Linked DNA regions of Rattus norvegicus: region 1 is linked to region 2. The links are chromatin contacts, called in public Hi-C maps. All regions are on one chromosome and are shown on one strand. The core of a region is the stretch at or near the end of the contact, and the rest is flanking DNA. Distances in the headings are between cores, read along the strand shown. Region 1 holds the start of Zfhx4 (zinc finger homeobox 4). Region 2 holds the start of Pex2 (peroxisomal biogenesis factor 2).

The links. Hi-C and Micro-C count contacts between places; a contact is called where the count stands out from the background.
Region 1: a Hi-C map of kidney shows a contact between it and region 2, with 4 times the contacts expected there. The contact joins the promoter of Zfhx4 here to the promoter of Pex2 in region 2. A contact is called at or near these places in 6 of 12 Hi-C or Micro-C datasets (the Rat2 cell line, frontal cortex, kidney and 2 more) and 1 of 1 datasets of contacts at active chromatin or transcription factors (oligodendrocytes).

The regions. Positions count from the first base shown.
Region 1 is chr2:98,312,448-98,317,666 of GRCr8, reverse strand. Zfhx4 (zinc finger homeobox 4) reads left to right here and starts at 2,198. Exons shown (of 11, transcript NM_001191702.1): 1 at 2,198-2,572.
Region 2 is chr2:97,955,818-97,960,696 of GRCr8, reverse strand. It overlaps Pex2 (peroxisomal biogenesis factor 2), which reads right to left and starts at 3,067. Exons shown (of 3, transcript NM_017234.2): 1 at 2,934-3,067.

The DNA of each region.
Region 1 (5,219 bases), core at 949-3,448, 360 kb before region 2:
TCTCCAGCAAAGGGCTTGATCTTTGCTGATTTCAACCTGAAAGTTTCCCCTGCCTTCATTTCCCTCAGTATCTTGAAAAGCCCCCCCCCACTCCATGCAGACACCTCAGATAGTTTTGTTATTATTATTGTTTTATCTAGGATGTTTGCTCTCTGGGGTGTTTTTATGTAAACAGCAACTCTACATAAAACACACTCTTCAGTTGCATGTTAAAGAGAATTTCAATTTTACCCCCACCTGCAATGTATTTCTTAACCCCACTAAGGTACAACGGGAGGCTTCTAGGAACTTGCTGTATGAAGGTAGGGTGGCCGTAAACAAAATAACTTTAAAAAATCATACACAGTCTTTCACTGTGAGCAGATTTCTTTCCAAAGGAGTTGGAAATGGGAATCTCCTGAGACAGAGAATTTGATTTTTTGTTACCATTTAGTGGCCTTGGTTTCTAAAACACTGCTTTGTGTACCCACTCCAGATTTCTTAGCTGGCATTGCCTTTTTCTCTTACCAAAGATCATATCTAGGTTTTAGTCTCTTCTCCAAGCCTTTGGATTTTCATTGTGAAGCTAGCTAGTTGCTGAAGACAAGCAGCTTTTCAGATATGGACTGAGGTCTGATCTTGGGGGGAGGGGTATAATTTTATCCATACAGGTGTTTATTCCATTCCCATCTGTCCTAGGATGTAAGGAGTATACACTGATAAATACAAGGGTGTCAGATCCAGGAAGATGTGTTTACTGTCTCTGGAGTTGCAGTGATGTGCTATAAACCTTGCTGTTGATGTTTGGTACCTTTGGTTTCTAAGGCCTAAAACAAGGTTTTGAAGCAGATCCTGGCAATCCGAAACTTCAAAGGCTTGTCAGTCCGAAGTGGCTGATGCCTCACCTGTCCAGGAGGCTGGGCAGCACTCCTGTTTCCTGTCCGTAGTGCATTTGATTGGTTACTCTTACTTTCATTATGTGATTCCTGGTTTTAAAATATTATGTAGATAGTGTCTACTTGTGACCTCTAGTGCAGTAGTGTATCAAGATGCAGAGTAGCAATTCATATATATATATATATATATGTATATATATATACATATGTATATATATCCCACATTCAGTAGGGGGTATTTAAAAATATGTCTATTCCGAGTGTTAGTTAATTATCTTTTAATGAAAGTGTCACTCATATTCACATCTGTAATATTGGATAGAGATAATTAGATTTTCAAATGAGAATCAGCCACCTTAAATTTTGCACCAGAAAATACCAAGTATATTTCACTCTAATGAGATCTGTAGTGGGGTTTTAAAATTCATCATAATGTGCTTCAAGAAAGGTAACTCAACAGACTAGAAAGATGAAAGGTTTTCTTCCCTAAGTCTTCTTAAACCTATTACATTGAACTTTTGTGATTCTGATAAAATACTCGAAAATATTACATAAAAGCTAGACTGTACCCCAGTTTCACTCTTACAGCCCGGACTTACTGTCATTTAGAAGTTTACTTTGACTAAACTAACCACTTCCCTAGGTTTTCTCTTATGTGAATGCAAGTGCAAAATACTGTTTTAAATAGAATGCCTGCCTATCCAGAGAGAAATTCCTCCTTTGAAGGAGGTTGGGTTGGGTGATGTTTGCACACAGAGATAGGCACTCTTTATTTACATACATCTGCATATTTGCTCAGGCCCTAGTACTTCCCCATTAAAGTATGTCCCGGTGCATAGTAGAATAAACTAAGAGAAATGCTCTTAATAACTTGACTTGTATTTCTCCTTCAGGCTCCCTGGTAAACAAATCTCTGGTCCGAGAGTAATTACTTTGCCTCATTAAAAAAAAAAAAATCTAGAACTCTAAAAGGGCATTTCTTAGGAACTATTTGTGCTTTTATATTCTTCCCTTTGCCCTCTCTGTGTGTGAATATGTGTACGTGTGTGTCTAATGAAGTTTGAGAGTTGTGAGCAGGGGCGCATGGGGTGCGAGCCCCGGAGGTTCCCATCCCCTGTCTCCGTGGTCGCCTAGTCCAGGGCTCCAGCCGCAGCGCAAGGAGCCTTGTAAGACGTGAGGCTCCCGGGCTGCTCTGAGTCCCGGCTGCGCGTCATTTGCAGTCTGGGGAATGTTGATCACCTCACTAATTACACCTCTCCCCCCTCCCTCCCCCTCTCCCTCGCTCTCCTCTCTCATTCCCAGAGTGCATATCGGGAATAGACACACAAAGACATGCGCACTCAACTTAATCAGCCATTTTTTTAAACAGGGCTAAAACGATAATAATTAGCAGAATAAAGACATATCGGATTTTCATTTCCTTTCCTCCTTTTCCCAACCCCTTCACAACCAAACAGAGAGACCGCGGTCGGCACATGCTTTAACTCCTCCCGGACCCCCGAGGACCGCTCCGTGCCCCCCACTTTCTGCTCCAGCGTTTTTATTTTCACCCAATAAAGTTCGAGGATTATTTTTTTATTTTTTTATTTTTTTTAATGAACCCTCTCGTTTTACTTGGATGTGATCAGCTGTACGTAAAATAAAAGCAAAACAAAAAAGAGGCGAAGATCGAGTAGGAACTGCAGGGGAAATGGAAAGTAAGTTTTTTCTTTAACTTTTATTGAGTAGTTTGTGTTAAATTTAGGTCGAGTATCGATTATCTTTCCAGCCTGATCTTGCACAATCTTTGATATTTCGCTCCCTCTCTCTCTCCCTCTCCGCCTCTCTCCCTCTCTACTCCTAGCTCGCTTGCTACCGTTCGCCCTAGCACACATACCCTCATCCCGACCACCTCTTCCGCTCTGCCCCCCTTTTCCATCTCTTTCCCCCGTTTTTTGGCTCAAAGATTTGCTCTGCTGAGGGAGTGAGAAGGCACGGGCGGAGGGGGAGGGTGTTTTTTTACTTGGGGCGCGGGGGGGGCATGATTTTCGGGATTTAACTTTTGGATTAAGTGACTTTCGGCCGAGTAGTTCTGTCTTTTTCCCTGTCTTTTCGGGTTCTGCCTTCACTGGGAGCCGGGGACACTCTGGTGGCCGGGCGAAGCTGTCAGCTCGGCAACCGTTCTCGGACGCCAGCCTGCGCCCCATTGAGATGATGCTTCCTCGGCACAGGCACACATTCTCCGAAAGTTTGGACGTTGGTCGGTGGGGCTGGGAGCCCCCTTTTCTCTCCCTGGATTCTTCCCTGCACCCTTCTCGTTTTCCTTTTCTTTTTCCTTTTCCCTTCCCCACCCTTTCTGAAGTTCCCGAAGGGCGCTCACTGCGGGGGCTGCGGCAGGCCAGGGCTGGCGCGCGCGAGGCGCGGGGCCCAGGAGGATGGGCGAGCGCGGGGCTGGGCTCCAGGTAGACACCGGTCCGCGGAGAGCGGCAGCGGGCAGCGGCAGGCCAGGGCGGCTCACCGCTGCACCGGCGCCGCAGACTTGGCAGGTCCGTTAGGAGGCGGGATCTCCGGGCCTGGGTCCGCGGACCTAGGGGTGGAGGCTGCTCGCCCCGGAGCTAGGTCGCCGCCCTCAAGAGGACACCGGAGGCTGGGGATCAAGAGCCTTTGCTTTCTTTTTTGTAAAGGGCAAGGGTGTGTGTTTGTGTGTGTGTGTGTGGGGAGGGGGTGGGCCGTGGCCGACTGTGGGAACTGATTCATTCCTTACTCCCCCCCACCCCCAACTACAGGGTTTCATGTCTGCAAATGAACTTCACCTCCTCAGCTTCAGCCGGCACCAAGCGTGCCTTCCTGGCCCGATCAGCTAGGCGAACAGGGGTTGGAATGAGATTGGTCTTGCCTCTTTTCTCTTCTCTTCTCTTCTCTTCTTCTCTTCTCTTCTCTTCTCTTCTCTTCTCTTCTCTTCTCTTCTCTTCTCTTCTCTTCTCTTCTCTTCTCTTTCTTTCCTTTCCTTTTCTTTCCTTTCTCTTCTCTTTTCTTCCTCTCTCTCTCTCTCTCTCTCTCTCTCTCTCTCTCTCTCTCTCTCTCTCTCTCTCTCCTTCTGTCCTTTGCTTCCCTCTCTTTCCATTCTTTCTGCTCTTTTCTATCAGAAAAATAAAATAAAATTTCCCTGGAATTGTACAAAAGTTCCGGAAGGTTTCCCATCCTGCCCCCTCCCCCAGAAGACAGTGTACTGGTTTGTATTTCTTTTGTTACCTGTGATCCAAGCCGGGTGGGGGGTTCCTTGAAGCGCTGGGTCTAGGGTCCAGCCCAGATATGAGGCTCCAGCAGTGCCTTCGGCTGTGTCTCCACAGTTCCGTGCAGTCCTAGTGAGGTTTTAGCTACTGTTCCGTGAGACACCCTCTTTGTAGGTACCAAAGGTTCAGATCACAAACATGGACACCCCCCCCAACACACACACTCCGACCCCTGCACACACACACACACACACACACACACACAGAGGGAGAGAGAGAGAGAGAGAGAGAGAGAGAGAGAGAGAGAGAACACATTCATCCCACTCCCCCCACCTCCAGCATCCACCTTGCCTTCACTTTCCCCCTCCCCCAAAAAGCACACACAGAACAACATCCCCCACCACCACCAAACAAAAACCCAAACACAAGTTCAGTGGCTGAAGATGGTGGATTGACACTGACTCTGACAGAGGCAGGTTCACCAGGAAATCTAGCATTCCTGATTTCTGACAGTTGCATTTCCTCTCCTTGAGCCCCCCCCCCTTTATTAACTCTGTTCCATGTTTAATCAAGAATCATGTAGATGGCAAAAGGAGAGACAGAGAGAGAGACACGGGGGGGAGAGAGGAGAGAGGAAGACAGAGAGGGAGAGGAGAGAAGACAGGAGACAGGAGGCTTTCTTTTTTGTTTTGTTTTGTTTTTTTTTTTTCTTTTTCCTTTTCTTTCTGTCTTTTTTTTTTTTTATTGTGTTCTCCTGGCTTTTCAGTGCTTGGTCCCTATAAACGCGGAGTGGTTAAAGCTCATATGTAGTATTATATTTTTAGTTGGGTGGATGGATGGAGTCAGGGAGAGGCTGCGGCTGCCGCTGCCTTTTCGGTTGGTGCTTAGATTAAGGCTGAGACTTGGCTGCGATTGGGACGCGACAGTGACACAGGCATCGATCGCTTCCATTGAGAGCAATGCAAAAACACAGCCCGGGTATGTAGCACTCGCTGCCATCCACACTTCCTTTACCTTATATTTACTGACAAAACTGACGGAGCAAGCTCAGATTTTCTCTTTCTCTTTCTTTCTTTCTTTCTTTCTTTCTTTCTTTCTTTCTTTCTTTCTTTCTTTCCTTCTTTCTTCCTTT
Region 2 (4,879 bases), core at 1,818-4,317:
GGTACTTCATGCACAGATGAAATACCTGAAAAAACGATATCTTCAAAGTATAAATTCTATAAATTGAAGGATTTTTTGAATCAACTTGCTTAAGAGAAGAATTCCAAATGACTTCAACATTATTAGAACATAGATTTAAATGCAATTTTTATGGTAAAAGAGAATGGGAAAATATCCCCAAGTTATCAAAGAGGTATCAATCACAGTACAGAAATTACCAAGTAATACCTAATCGTACCAGACACTACATATTTCCTTTATATTATGTTCTGGAATCCATCTAAAACAGTAGCTGTTATTATCTCTACTTTAAAACAAAAATAATTTAAGGTCAAGTAACAATTAATAAATTTCTGGTAATCACTATAAAATTTGTAGAACACAACAAACAGCATTTTTTATCATTGTTGTTCGTCAGGATCATTCAAAAGACCAATTTCATAACCAAGCTCTCTGAATTACAGATGAAGAAAGAAATTAGAGGAATGTGGTAAACCATCCAAGCTCCCATGCACATTCCCTACCCCATAGGGACCTATGGTCAGAGAATCAGTCAAAGGGATTGAATGTCAATCCTAACAGAGAGACTTATATGGGTGAAAAATGTGGTATGATCATTTATTATGAATACAGGTACATACAAAACATCTACCACACAGGGCTAGACAAGACACTGACAGAATTAACTTTGGAGTTCCTGGATGATATGTTTTAATAAGAAAGAAAAGATAATTATGTGGTGTTTCGTCTTACTTTACCCACTCAGGAAAGAAATCTGAGCTCTGATAAAAAGGAATGCATATTAAATACAGAAAAAAAATATCAAAGGGACTTTTGACTGTATTGAAGGAAATGGGCTGGAAAGCCACATAGCCTACACTAGGAAGGCTGGAGGATCAATGGTCCTCTTCCTTCTTTCTGCTACCAAGTATAAAAACCATAGTACTCAGCTTAAATCAATGCCAGGCTCACAGTCAAGGAGAGATGGACCAGCTGAGGCCCTTCTCCAAAGGTTTCTTTCACATTCTGAAGGAATGAAGGAGGGCCACAGAGTACTTAGAAGCTAATTTTACTTCACAGGAAAAAGACAGGGAACATGTAGCCTACACTCCTGTTTTCTAACCCAGATTACCAAGAACAGGTGAAGGTTACAAGCAAACTCAAGTGAACATTGGTTCAGATATAAAAACTGATACAGTTCACACTTTCTTTGCACTATAGGAATCTGAAAATTACTTAAGATGATATGGTGCTAGATCCCTAATTTTACTAGACAAGGGATGGCCAGCAAGTCCTCACATACCTTTTAAGGCTCAGAGACTGAACTGGTCAAACAGAAAATCACTGCAAAGACCTTTATGACCATCAATTTAAACTAAACTTTAATTATAGTCAAAAAAAAAAAAAAGAAAGAAAAACAAGAATATTTGGAAGGAAGGGAAATTAGGAATTATGAGTGATCAAAAAGACAGAATGAAACTTGAACCACTATTTTATAAAATGAAACAGCATTGCCATGTTGGCCCCTTTTAGAAACTATGAATATATAACTTTGGGGTGCCAGAATAATCAAATGAACGCAGACTGAAAACAAATGAACAACTGTCCTAAGAAGGAGAATTTTCATGCTAAAAAGCAAGGCAGATCATCTGGTCCGAGATATGAATTAAATCCTAACAGGAACACTGTTATATAAGAATATATATAAGAACATAAGAACAAGCTGTGCTTGTTAAACTACAGCTGACAGTCGGCTGGCTTTGTCTCTCCTCTGCATGGCTCCAGGAAATTTCTACAAAAGTTCTTTTATGGAACAATTTTAAAACCACAGATTGAGTGCTACCTCTAATTACTAAAAAGGAGAATTAGGCCAAAAGGTAAAGCTAGGCAGAAACAAACTATAATCAAGACTAGGACTTAATTCTTTTCCTTTTAGTGGCCTAGCATGCTCAGTTATTTTACTTCTTAAAGGGGGAAAAAAGAAAAGCTTCATTTTTTTTCCCCCCCAAACTAATTCTACTGACTCCTCTTTCAAATCTCCTGGCTCATGGTCTTTCAACTGTAATCGTTCTGGATACAAGTAATTGGTAGTACAAAAAGGATCAAGACAGTAAAAAGAAAGAAAAGTCTGCCACTCCAAACCCATTCTGTTCAGGTTTAACTAAAGGCCACACATTCCTGGAAGGTGTTTTGACTACAAACTGGTAAGGGCGTCTAGGGTGGGGTCTCTTAGACATACATCAATTATTTAAAATAGTCAAGATGAAAATGTGGCAAAGGGTGCCACAGAATATTTGAAACCGACATATTGGGAAAGTTTCCATACGTGAAAAATCCTTTTGCCAAGAGTCTTTGTGTGTGTGAAATGGCACGTGAATAAATTAGCGAACCAGCAAAGACTTTTAAGGACCCCCCTAAGAGAAGAACAGAAATGATTATCACATTCCTTATAACAAACTAATGAATTTCAATGTACATCAGAAGCTATCTCGTAAGAAAATCTTCAGTACCTCTTCCAACGGAGACCAAGACCGAGATTTTAAGTGAATGGGCCCTAGAAAGGGTTGAAACTCCAAAACATTGAGAAAAAAAAAAAAACTTTTTCATAAACCCCGAGAGATTCTTATTTAAGAGTTAAAAATACCTAGTACTGTTAATGGCGAGGAGGCGCTTTCGGGGCTGTCTGCAACGTCGCCCCGGGGAATGCAGAGGTTGGTTCCCTGCAGAGTCGCTTTGTTTGTGTGATGGCATTAAACTAGGGGAAAACTAGGAGTTTGGATTTGTTTTACTGCCTTTCCGGAAACCCAGAGACAGGCTGGCTCCTTCCAGAAAGACAGGAAGCCACAGCGGCCTGCAGCCAAGGCGAACGTCGCCAGGCCGTCCTCCGAGAGCGCGGGGCCCGCACGCCGGACCGCCTCCGAGCGGACACTGACCTGCAGGGTCTGCGGAACACACCAGCGCCGCGCAAACTTTTCTCAAACATTCTCTGGCAAGCTGGGCTTTTCCTAGCCGAATCTGGGTAGCCCTCGCTTCCGGAATTCGCGGGCTTCCGGAACGACGGAAGACCCGGAAGTGGCTGAAAGAAACCTGGGAAATTACAGTCAGTGGTTTAGAGGAAAGCTGCATACGGCCCAACGGCGGAAAATGCCGAGGAGCCGAGGAGCCGAGGAACCGAAGGGACGATGGAAGGAGACGCCGAAGAGGACACTCCACGCCCTGGGATTGGTCTGCAAAGCTGCCTCTGATTGGCAGAAGAGTCACCAAGCGGTCAGCGCGGGGTCAGGGACCGGCGTGAAGAGGCTTTCGTGTCACATCCCGTTGGGACCTCTGGGTAATGCGGGCGGGCTCTGATCCCTCGGACGCCGCTGCGGGCCGCTGGACAGGCGCCGCCGGCTAGAGACGTGCGCCTGCGCAACTGAGGCCTGGGACTGACCTTGGGTCCTCTCGGATGTCTGACCTTGTCCCCAAATATGTGGCAACACTCTAGGTCCCCATCGAGTAGCCTTGCTGGCTGAAAGCCACCCGGTGGAAGGCAGTCTGGAGACAATGAGCAGGAATGACCCTGGCTGGGTGGATTGGTCTTAAGGTTCTTAGGAAATCAGGTAGAGCCTATACCAAATTTGTAATGACTCTTTAATGCTTGCAACCCCGCCCCATATCCACCCTACACCAGCTGGACCCAGGCTTGTCTAGGTAGTGATACAAGAATACAATTGTTTCCAACACCCCAAACACTTTCCTTGTATTTTGTTTCAAGAATTATCCTGAGCATCAGAGTTTTAGAGCATCACACATGGGCAAGATAAAGGAGAATGTAGTAAGAACCTCAGAATCATGCACTCAGTACAATTCTGATTCGCACAGTGTGCTATCGGCATCCAGAGTATCTTCTATACATTAAAGGAGAACTTGGGGGCAAAATAGGATGGAGGACAAAGAAGGCAAACAAATCTTTTTCTACCAAGTAACCCCAACAGTGTAGAAGACAAAGAAGGAGGAGCTCCCGGTTGAGATGCTGGGTATGGAATTCAGATAGAGAATGGAAGGAGATGTCTAGAGATGCATCCTGTATAACCACCAGTGATGGCCACTGTCTTCTTGTGACTGCTTTGAAATAAGCCTACTCTACCTGTAACGTATGGACATAATTCTAAGACATCATAAAGGGATACAAAATACTCATCAATTTGATGCATTGGCCATTATATTGAAAGTGTTCCAAAAAATTTAAATCAATGTAATTCCCATTATGTTTTCGTTGGGCGCTGTTGCTCAAGAGAGTAAATTCTCTTTGAAGAGCAAGGCTTTGAGTTACTTGTGTAGTAAGGTGCCCATGTTGTCTTTTCCTTGGTAGGCCAAGGATAGACTGATTCACCTTTTAGTTTTTGTTTTTGTGTTTTCGCTTTTGAGACTGTCTTTTGCAATGTAGCTATGATTGGCCTCAAAGCACTTCTGTCTCAGATGCTACATACTGGGAAGACAACTGTATATTTTTTTTTTCTTGCCTAGTTCACTTGATCTTCATGAGGACAAAGGTGAAATTTAAAAGAAAAAAATTAAAAAGGGGACCAGGGAGAAGGCTCAGCAAAGAAAGGTAATTTCTGCTAAGCAGGAGGGACAAATTGGTTCCTAGATACTCATAAGGGAAAGAGTACTTTGTCTTGGATCGTTCAGTATGACTGCCCCATACACACACACACACACACACACACACACACACACACACACACACACAAAACAATTACATATAAACACACCACATGTGCACACACAATAATAACTACAGAAGACATTTTCAGAAAGCATCTTGAGTTCAAAGAGTTTTAATAAGTCTCATGAGCATCACAGTATCTGGACAATAAAAAATCCCAACTTCACA